Linked DNA regions of Sus scrofa: region 1 is linked to region 2. A link is a contact called in public Hi-C data. All regions are on one chromosome and are shown on one strand. The core of a region is the stretch at or near the end of the contact, and the rest is flanking DNA. Distances in the headings are between cores, read along the strand shown. Region 1 has its middle 70 kb from the start of PPEF2. Region 2 holds the start of G3BP2 (ras GTPase-activating protein-binding protein 2).

Evidence for each region. Hi-C and Micro-C count contacts between places; a contact is called where the count stands out from the background.
Region 1: a Hi-C map of liver shows a contact between it and region 2, with 2.9 times the contacts expected there. The contact joins the enhancer-like site here to the promoter of G3BP2 in region 2. A contact is called at or near these places in 2 of 5 promoter capture datasets (fetal liver and liver), 6 of 47 Hi-C or Micro-C datasets (epiblast stem cells, heart right ventricle, liver and 1 more) and 1 of 2 datasets of contacts at active chromatin or transcription factors (alveolar macrophages).

The regions. Positions count from the first base shown.
Region 1 is chr8:71,482,956-71,488,083 of Sscrofa11.1, reverse strand. No RefSeq gene overlaps it. Among named protein-coding and RNA genes, the nearest start is that of PPEF2, 70 kb to the left of the region's middle. Within about 2 kb of position 2,508, at least 65 of the 83 cell types and tissues checked have an H3K27ac peak or open chromatin away from gene starts, as enhancers often do. A contact at or near this core is called in alveolar macrophages, fetal liver, liver and 1 more, where this site is marked.
Region 2 is chr8:71,359,589-71,365,243 of Sscrofa11.1, reverse strand. It overlaps G3BP2 (ras GTPase-activating protein-binding protein 2), which reads left to right and starts at 1,770. Exons shown (of 13, transcript XM_005666759.3): 1 at 1,770-1,985. USO1 (general vesicular transport factor p115) reads right to left here and starts at 1,617. Exons shown (of 27, transcript XM_005666762.3): 1 at 1,379-1,617. The coding sequence starts at 1,444.

The sequences.
Region 1 (5,128 bases), core at 1,259-3,758, 120 kb before region 2:
AAGGCAGTTCCTGTTCTGGCACAGCAGAAACGAATCCAACCAGTATCCATTAGGATGCAGGTTCGATCCCTGGCCCCCCTCAGTGGGTTGGAGACCTGGTGTTGCCGTGAGCTGTGGTGTAGGTCACAAATGTGGCTTGGATCCCGAGTTGCTGTGGCTGTGATGTAGGCCAGCAGCTGCAGTTCTGATTCAACCCCTAACCTGGGAACTTCCATATGCCATGGAAACAGCCCTAAAAATTAAAAAAAAAAAAAAAAAAAAAATCTGAGGATGCTTGTCCCTTACATGAAATGGCCTAGAACTTGCATGTAACCTACACAATCCCCCCATATACTTTAAGTCATTTCTAGATGACTTATAAGACCTAACACAATGTAAGTACTGTGTAAATCCTTTTCACACTGTATTGTTTAGGAAATGATGACAAGGAAAAAAGTCTGCATCAACAGAAACAAACACAGACGTTGAAAACAAACTTAAGGTTACCAAAGGAGACAGGTGGGGAGTGGGGAAGGAATGACTGGCCAGTGGGGACCTGCTGTGTAGCACAGGGAACTCTACCCAAATTCTGTGATGGTCTGAAAAGAAAAGAATCTGAAAGACAATAGGGGTGTGTATGTTTATAACCAAATCACTTTGTCGTACAGCAGAAATCATCACAAGCTTGTAAATCAACTATACTCCAATGAAACTTTAAAAAATGGGAAAAAAAAAGTCTGCATATATTCTGTACAGATGCAACCATCACTGGCCTAACTACCTAGAATATGTTAAATTTCTTTCAACTCCTACAGATTGTTTTTGTTTAATGACCAGAAAAAGAAATACATGGAAAACCCAGAATATTTAAAATACGAGTAAATAAAGAAAATATAATTATAGAGAAAATATATTCACCCATTCACACAACACACACACGCACGCACGCACGCACGCACATGCTGTGATAACACTCACCCAAACCCTGATTCTTCTTTGATGACCCTGGTGTGATGGTAAGGCTCACAACAATTGCTGTATGGTGCCTACGGTGCCTACAGTGCCCACGTGGTGGACTGACATCAGGCCAACCTGAACCTTCTGACAACCTCAAAAGGATCATTAGAAGCCTGTTCTGATTGCACACGCTGACACACTGAAGTTGACGCTTTGAAGGCGGCTTAATAACAGAACCTGCTGCAATTCCCCTTGTGGCTTGGCAGGCTAAGAATCCAACACACTGTCTCTGAGGATGGGGGTGATCCCTAGCCTCACTCATTGGTTTAAGGATCCAGCGGTGTGTGAGTTGCACAGACGCAGCTCAGATCTGGCGTTGCTATGGCTGTGGTACCCACAGCACAGGTGCAGCCTTTACAAGAAGGAAAAAAAAAACAAACCCAAAGCTAAACAACAACAGTCAGGACCTGCTACAGGAAAGCTACTCCTTTTTTTTTGTATCACCAAACAAGTTTTACAGTGATTCTGGGAGCGTTGTTACCCTTGGGTTCATTAAATGATTATGTTTGAGAATCAAATCCTTCAACATTCACACCTGTTAAAAACCTCTACAGGCTTAGCCACACACCTAAGCCAGTAAGTCCCATTTAACTGATTAACCTCCTCCTCTCCACCAACCATGGCTTGGAACCTCTTCCTCTCTAAGAGCCTTTTCCTGGCACCGCTTATCTTCAGATTCCCAGCACTCCATATATACGGTCACTCTCCTCACACAAGCTCTACACCATCACTTAAAAAACAAAAGCGTTTTGGAGTTCCCGTCCTGGATCAGCGGCTTAACGAGCCCGACAGGAGGACACAGGTTCAATCCCTCTCTCAGGGGATAAGGATCCAGCGCGTTGCCGTGAACAACCAGCTGTGGTGTAGATCAGCAGCTGCAGCTATGATTGGACCCCTTGCCTGGGAACGCCAAAGACAAATAAAAGCTTTAAAAAAAGACTTCTCCAAACTGTAAAAACCAGATAATAAAATTTTGGGTCCACAAATACCTGCAAAAATCATACATACATGACAATTGAAAAGGACACAATCAGAAACAGATTCATTTACACAGTTTAAGGCCCTTTTAGCGATGCCATGCTTTGGCTCAGGACAAACCTGCTGGATTGATGTGACAGGCTGAACGTCCAATACCTCCACGTCCCAACCTCAACACTTGTATTTCACTTCGCAGAAAAAAAAAGTGCCGGGTGTGGATAAGAATTGGGGTACTCTTCTTGAAATAACCACGAAAACCACCAGATAGACTCTCAAAGCAAAAAAAGAAATACAATACGGTAGATTTCAGCAAAACCACACATTCACATATGCTCAACCGGCCGATCACAGTGTCAACTACGCACCAATCTTTTTTTAAAACCAACACCAAATCAGGGGAAAGCGCGAACGCAGTCCCCCACTACCACAAATTATGCAGTCGAGTTTCCCACATTTGGGGAAATCGCAGGGGTCAGCACACCCGGAGTGCAATGGGTGAGCCTCGCCCTGGGAAAACCACCTTCGTGATCATGGTATCTCCCCTGCCAGGTAAGTATGAGTTGAGAAAGCTAGATGGCACCTTACCTTCAGAGGCATACCACTTTAAACATAAGATCACTTTTATCCTGCACACTCTAGGTGCACTTACTTGTTAAATAAAGAGTTTTCAAGCTACACTTACCATTCAGCAATATTTTGGTACTTGAATAATAACAAAAATTTTAGGAAATATATGTGTAGCGGGAGTATGACCAGCAGCCATTGCGCTTATCTACATATTCCACACCCCTTTTGTGATCTCACCGCGTCCTTTCTCCCTACCTTTGTTAGGGTGCAGTTCAAATAAAATTTAAAGGTAAAGACACTCTGCAGATTTAAAGATAAACAATATAAATTAGCTCCTTCTTTCAGGGGCCTGGCGCAAATGACGTCTCTGTGATATCTTGGCGCCGTTCAGCAAGCCGCTGTCTTTATAGCTAGAACGGCAAATCTGAAAAGAAGAAAATTGGCAAAACTATCCAATCCTTGTATTGATAAAAAATATGTTGACAGAGTGAAGCTTCAAGCGCAAGTACAAAACAAGTTCTCTTTCAAATATGCGGCGAATGTGCTTCCTAACCTGAAAGGTCAGTTGCACAAATGCTTTCTTTGAATTCGAGCAAACTAGGGGTAAAAGCTCCCTCAGCGCCCTCTCCTACACACGCTTCTGGAGGAATCTGCGGAGCCCCCTGTGAGTGCGGTGGTGGCCCTCTGCCGCGGGAAATCAGCTTCGAGATCGGTGTCTCCACCGTCAAGCAAGAATACATTGTATTTCGATGTATCCTTTAAACTGTCCGGTGCTCAACGCTTCCAGCTCAGGGGCACGTGTTTCCTTTATCCAGGGACCTTTGCAATCCAGAAAGAGATTGCTGAGAATCTATGTTGCAAAAAGCTCTGAGCCCTCCTAGACGCATACTAGTCTTCAGAGGGTGCACATCTTGTCTCAGGCAACGGTTGCAAATTCACATTTCCACGTCCCCATAGTAAATATTGTCAGTGTCCCCAATCCTCTCCTTCCTTCTTCACTGTGAATTAGAGTCGGAGTTTCCAAGGTTACCTGTTCAATGGTCTCTCCCAGATAACTAGAACCAGGATTCTTCTGGTATTCTCCCCTCAGACAAAATAAATTAGCCAGAGTTTTATATCTTTAAAACAGGAAGAAATAGTGCCTTTTTTTTTTAATCTTATTAAAGGTTAACAAGAATAACCAATGAGTTTCCTGGTGGCTCAGTGGGTTAAGGATCTGGCATTGTCACTGCTGTGACTTGGGTCGCTGCTGTGGTGAGGGTTCAGTACTTGGCCTGGTAATATTTGCATGCCACAAGCGTGCCCACCACACCAAAAAAAAATTAAAAAGAAAGAATAACTGAGAACACAGAGGTGTCTGAGGTGGAGAGAGGCACAAAAGTTGGGGAGGGACTCTAACGTGAGATGCAACTCTTTCTGAAATCAGACCTTCTGACAAGCCACCAATTTGATTTTTTTCCAGACTATCTTCCACAAAGAAAAAGATATTATGTAATAGAGATAAACATATTACACACATATACATGTACACAAACATGTATGAAGATATAATCTATAAGTGAACTATCTACATTTTGTTTTGTGAAATAAAAGCTAACCTGGAAATCTGGCTGGGAAGCACAAAGGGGATGTCTAGACACTAGACTACACTTACCATCAAACCTTAAATCCAAAACAGCCCTTTTCAGAAGGTTTGTGACTAGCAGTAGTGCTTTCTTAAATAGCAGAGCTCTTAAAGATCCCGTAGTCTTACAAGGCTAGATTCAATATGTCACAAGAACTTCATTGATACTGGCCTAGTAATCAAAATATTTATCTAAGACAGTCTGCCTTAGAGCAAGAAGGTAACTGTCCACTACCTTGTAACTCAGGCAGGTTAAGAGAAATATTAGGGAGAGTTCCCATCATGGCTCAGCGGTAATAAATCTGACTAGTATCCGTGAGGACGCAGATTGGATCCCCGGCCTTGCTCAGTGGGTTAAGAATCCGGCGTCGTGGTGAGCTGCAGTGTAGGTCGCAGGCTCAGCTTGGATCCTGAGTTGCTGTGGCTGTGTTGTAAGCTCTGATTCATCCCCTAGCCTGGGAGCTTCCATATGCCAAGGGTACAACCCTAAAAAGACAAAAAAAAAAAAAAAAAAAGGTATTAGGCCTATAATCCCAGAAGACTTGCAGACCTGAATATCCTTGGAGGAAGGCACATTTGATTAGAAAAATATAAGGAAATATGTGTGTGAGTTAAATACTAACATAAATTAGCACAGAGAAAGTGGAGATGTTTCTTAGTCATTTTACAAAGGTTGAAAATCAGTCTCCCACCAAGACCAAAGTAGACATCATGATTTCGCAGATTAATCTTGTTTTTTTTGCGTGTGTGTGTCTTTTTGCCATTTTCTTGGGCCGCTCCCGTGGCATATGGAGGTTCCCTGGCTAAGGGTTGAATCGGAACTGTAGCCACTGGCCTACACCAGAGCCAGCAACTTGGAGTCTGAGCCGAGTCTGCGACCTACACCACAGCTCACGACAACACCGGATCATTAACCCACTAAGCAAGGCCAGGGATCGAACCCACAACCTCATGGTTCCTTGT
Region 2 (5,655 bases), core at 521-3,020:
GGGGTGGACTAGAGAAGCTGAATATCAGTTCGTGTGTGTGTATATGTGGAAGCCCCTGATTTTCACATGAGGGAAAACAGATTCACCAGCTTTCAGCTCCCACTTTAAACAGTTCTAATTCAGATTTCGTGAGGTTAACTTTAAGAGTATAAATTTCTAAAATTCCTAGATAAGTTTTAAAACATGGCACCAGCAAGGCAAACCCTGGTTGAATCTTGGCTCGGTTCTTAGCAGTGTGACCTGGGTCAAGTTACTACACCTCTCTAACCCTCATTTCTTCGGTTGTAAAGTGAGGATACTATCACCCATCTAGCAGGGAGGTTAGGGGCTTAAGGAGAATGTAAACTTGAAAGAGCACAATACCCAGCACAAGCTTGACAAATGAATGCTACTATTTTACCCCTGAGGATCCCATCAACACAGGACATGTTTGCAGACGACCAGGTCATGTCTATGAACACTACCCAAAGTTTACCTTAAAAATGTCATACTTTGTCACTTTTGGGGAGATCTAAAATTACCCTCAACGTAAAAGCGTCTTTAAAAAAATGTCATATACACGCTTTTCTAACAGACATTAACCAAACTTCCTAAACCTAAAATAGAACCAACTTAACAACTACTGTGTGCAGGAGCGCACAATTTGTTAAAAGAGACGCTGCAAATCATGTCATCACGAGTTCAGACTTCTGAATGGGGTGAGTGGAAAGGAAATGTGTTCCCAAAGCGGACTGAGCGCGAAAGATCCCTACAACGTCCGGGCTAGTGTTTCCTAAGCATTTGGGTGAGCCTGAAACAGGGTCCGGACTAATAACACCCGGCAGAACGACCGGTCTCTCCAGCTGAAGGGACAGGGGCAGGTGGCTTTGTGTCCCAAACTATCGTATTATTCTTAGCCACTTGCTCCGGTCAACAGCTGGGTTTTAAACCTTCTTGCAGTCCTCCCCAAAGCCCATATCAGACTGCGAAGAACAGAGCTGGACTTTAGGTTCCTCACTGCCAGTGGAGACACTGGCGCAACGGGAGGGGCAGGCCCGCGGCCCGAGGGCGCGGGAGACAGGTCAGGCCACCTCTGCCCTGGATCAATCACTTCCCGGGCGCTATCACCCTCGGACCACCACCAAGCGGCCTGCGGAGCTTCGGGCGCAGCTGCTGTCAGCAGGGCCGAGCCGCTGCGCTGGTGGCTGCGCTGGGGGCGTGAGGGAATATAACTCGGGGGTTTCGGCAGAGGAAGGGGAGGCACGCCGGCAAAGGGGGAGGCGGCGTGTGGACTCCCCGCCCACAGCGGGGCGCGGGAGGTGACCTCCCGGGCCCCAAGTCCTCCGTCCCGGTTCCTGCCCGGACCCTTCCCAAGTCCCGGACCCGTCGCTCCTCTCACCGTCTCGGCTTCTGTGTGCTGGGGTCCGGCACTCTGACCCCCCATAACCCCGCGGAGGAAATTCATCTTGCCGTTCAGCCACCGGCTCTGCCTACCCCTTCGGGAAAAAAAAGATAACTTCCTCTGGTCTCCGCTGGGCCTGGCCTCCGAGCCCGCACTCTGCACTCCGCGGCCGCCGCCACCACCGCCTCCTGCTCGGCGGCCGCTCCAGCCCCCTAAGCCCGGAAACAGCCGCCGCCACCAGTCGAGATGCGCATGCGCGGGGACGTGGCATTACGTGGCGGCTCGAAGGGCGAAGGCAAAGGGAGAAAGTAGGCGAGCGGAGGCCCGCAGCCCGGGGTCGTCAAGCCCCGCCCACTGCGCAGGGCCCGCCTCCCTCCGCAGGGACACGCCTCCTACTCCCGCCCTTCGCGGGTGCCTTCTGCTGGCCTCAACCACCCACGTGGTCGGAGCCCGGCCCTGCCGGCTGGAGAGGATCCGAATAGTGTACGCGTTTTGGCTTGCAGGGTTTTTAATTGTCACCGAGTGGGGTTTACTGTAGGCTGTCAAATCAGGAGTCGTATTTTGTTGAGTGGAAAGTGAAATTTACCTTCGGCCGACGTGACAGGTAAGGGGTCCCGACGCCTGGGAGGGTTCATTCTGGTTTTGCGGTGTAGCGGTACCAGCATTGTGGCCTTCTCATCCCCATAAATTGCATTTCTTTACAGGGCTTTGTTTGGTGGTAGAAAGGGTGCCAGAACCCCCTCATTCCACTACCACGGGAGGGCGCATTTTTCAGCTCTTGCTCTTAAACCCGCTAAAAGGAATTCCTGGATCTAAGCACCAGGTACACCGCTCTTTTCAAGTGGTGTGAAGCGAAAACCTATCTAAAGATAGGAAATACATTGATCTGCAGTGTCAGACTGGCAGCTAGTAGTATGATGTTTTATTAACTCTAAACCCTATATTTTCAGTGTTTTTTTTTTAACATAAAAATGTCATTTTTCAAATCGTCATGCCTTGTTTCTTTCGAAATGAGAGTGCCAGGTACACATGCTTATGGAGTGGTCTCGTAAATGTCTTGAACCTAAAAAGCGCAGGGTCCAGTTAGCTGATTGATTCATACACCCCTCCAACTGCAGGTCTCCCCAGCCTCCCTTAAAGAAAGAAAAAAAAATCAATATGCATCTTCTATGTGCCCGACCCCACTCCTTAGTACTGCTCTCCAAAGCATTGCCTAAGCTAGAAGGAGGAAGCTGAGAGGAATCTGAAACTCTGGGTTTCACCCACACATGTCCTGCAGTCAAGTCCTGTCACTCTATTTATAGAATATTTCTCAAATAGGTCCCTGCTCTCCATCCTCTCTGCCTCTGACATAGTTTATGTTCTCATCATTTTTCACCAAGATCATGGCAATAGCTTCCTAACTAGTTTGTCTGCATTCAGGGCATGGCTTCCTTCCAGTTCAGTCTCCAGTCTATGCCTGGGTGAGCCTACCAATGACAAAACATCTATGCATGTTGGTCCTCTTCTTAATATCTTCCAATTGTTGCCGATTCTCACCATGATAAAATCCAAACTCCTTAGGTTGGTATACAGGCCTGTTGTGTTCTGACTCTTGCCTATTTTTCTAGCTTATGCCTCCCCCGTGTACTTCTGATACCTGCCTGGATATATCCTTCCCTCCCTCCACTTCTTCAAGGAAACTCTTGCTAGTTCCTTAAGACCTAATTCTGGCATCTTCTGAAAGCTTTCCCTGAAATCCAGATACATAGGTATATGCTAGCACTTTGCAGGTGTTAATAAGTGGGAAGCTCTCAGTAAATGCTTGTTGAAGTGGACTATTAAGGGCACAGCTATTTTATTCATTTTTATGTCTCTGTGGCTTAGCAGTGTCCAATAAAGGTGGTATTGATGGATACATGAAGAAAATATTAAAGGATATATGAATATTATGCTGAGGAGGAGAGGTTCTTTTTGCAGCTGTAAGTACAGTGGGATTGTAGATAACCCATATCACAAAGGCTGCCGTGCAGTTTCCTTTCCTAGGGCCAGGGTTATAAGCCTGGGTGACTTGGAGAGTGGGGGAGATCATGCTGCCAAAAATACTGTACACAAAGCATTGTCCTCTGCTTCAAAACCAGACACTTGACATTTTGCTTCAGCCATTTTCCATGGGGCATTTTGTTGCAGCCTAAGAAAAGTAACCAATAAATGCTCAGCATTTTTATTACCAAGTAATATGTGCAAAGAACTTCACTCAGTCCCTCAGCCTCACTCCTCCCTGAGCCTCTCCTCACCTCCTCCCTGGACCTCACTCTACCCCATTATCAGGGATACAACTCTGAGATGGAGTGGGGCTTATGGGTGTCTCTTAACATGCATTATTTGGTAATAAAAAGCACCTTGACATTTTAGCAGAATTGTTTTAAGTCACCTGCCTTTTCAAAATGCCCTGCTTTGTTTTAAATTTTGAGTGTAGTAAGTCACTAACAGTGTACTGAGTCTTCCCGTCATTTGACCTGTTTTTCTTCTCTAGTCCCCCCCTGGTTAGGAAGGATGGACGGTTTGATACAGAGGAGATGAGTGTGGAGCCCCCAGACTTCCCCTTGACCTCATAGTCTTGCCTTTCTCCTGATGTCTGAGAAAAGATGGAGCTACTCGATGCTTCCAGGGTCAAGAAGAGGCAGAGAGGGTACAGTGGCTAATTTTTCTCCCAGTTGGGGGTCTGAAAGGGGAGCAGAGACGTCATTACAGAGCAGCCATGGAAGGGACTCCAAAGAGAAAGGAGATTATATGCAAATCCACTTCCAGTGATTTTTATAAAGAAAAGTCAGGGACCGTGTCTTATTCCTATTTGTACCCTTTAATCATCTAGCATAATTCCTTTAATATGGCAAATGCTCAAGAACCATTTCTTAAATAAAGGAAGAGAAAAAGTGAAAAAAAAAATGTGACTGCCTGACTTAATGCCATTATACTTCTCACTTGCATAAATCTATAAACATTCAGTATAAGAATGCCATGAGGAAGTTCCTTTGTGGTGCAGTGGGTTAAGGATCTGGTGTTGCTGCAGCCGTGGTGCAGGCTGAAACTGCAGCACAGGTTCGATCCCTGGCCTGGGAACTTCCACATGCCACAGGCACTGCCAAAAAAAGGAATGCCATTATATAGTTCAAAATCGCAGAGTTTCTGCTAAGGCACAGAGGGTTAATGATCTGGCCTGTCTCTGTGGCATTGCCAGTTCCATCCCCAGCCTGGCACAGTGGGTTAAAGAGCTAGCATTGCTACAGATGTGGCTTGGATATGATCCCTGGCCCAGGAACTTCCATATGCTGGGGGTGCAGCCAAAAAGGGGGAAAAAAGGAGAGAGAGAAAAGTTACAGAGTTCCCATTGTGGCTCAGTGGGTTAAGAACCTGGCTAGTGTCCATGAGGATATGGGTTTGATCTCTGGTCCCACTCAGTGGGTTAAGGATCTGGAGTTGCTGCAAACTGCAGTGTAGGTCGCCGATACAGTTCGGATCTGGCCTTGCTGTGGCTATGGAGTAGACCATCAGCTGCAGCTCTGATTCGACCCCTAGCCTGAGAATTTCCATATGCTGCAAGTGCGGCCCTAAAAAAAAGGAAACAACAACAACAACAACACTGTAAACCAGCTATAATGGGAAAAATAAAAATCATTAATAAAAAATAAAGTAAAAACACAAGTAGAAGGAAAATTAAAAATAAATAAATAAATAAATAAAACCCCCCAAAAAACAAAATTGTAACATGGGGTAAATAAAAATGATTTTTTTTCTGACAGCAGAGCAGCTCATGAAATTCATTGGTTTGAAATTGATTTTTATTTTATTTTTTGTCTTTTGTCTTTTCTAGGGCCGCACCCGAGGCATATGGAGCTTCCCAGAGTAGGGGTCCAATTGGAGCTGTAGCTGCCGGCCTATGCCAGAGCCACAGCAGTGCCAGATCCGAGCCACATCTGTGACCTACATCACAGCTCGTGGCAACGCCAGATCCTTAACCCACTGAGTGAGGCCAGGTATTGAACCCGAAACCTCATGGTTCCTAGTTGGATTCGTTAACCACTGAGCCACGACGGGAACTCCAGAAATTGATTTTTAAAGTTGCTTCCTTACAGTCCCCTAGTTCAGCGGCTCACTTTAGTGGTCCACTTTCCCCACCCTTTCTTACTTTCTTTTTTTTTTTGTTTTTTTGTTTTTTTGTTTTTTGTTTTTTGTTTTTGTCTTGTTGCCATTTCTTGGGCCGTTCTTGCAGCATATGGAGGTTCCCAGGCTCG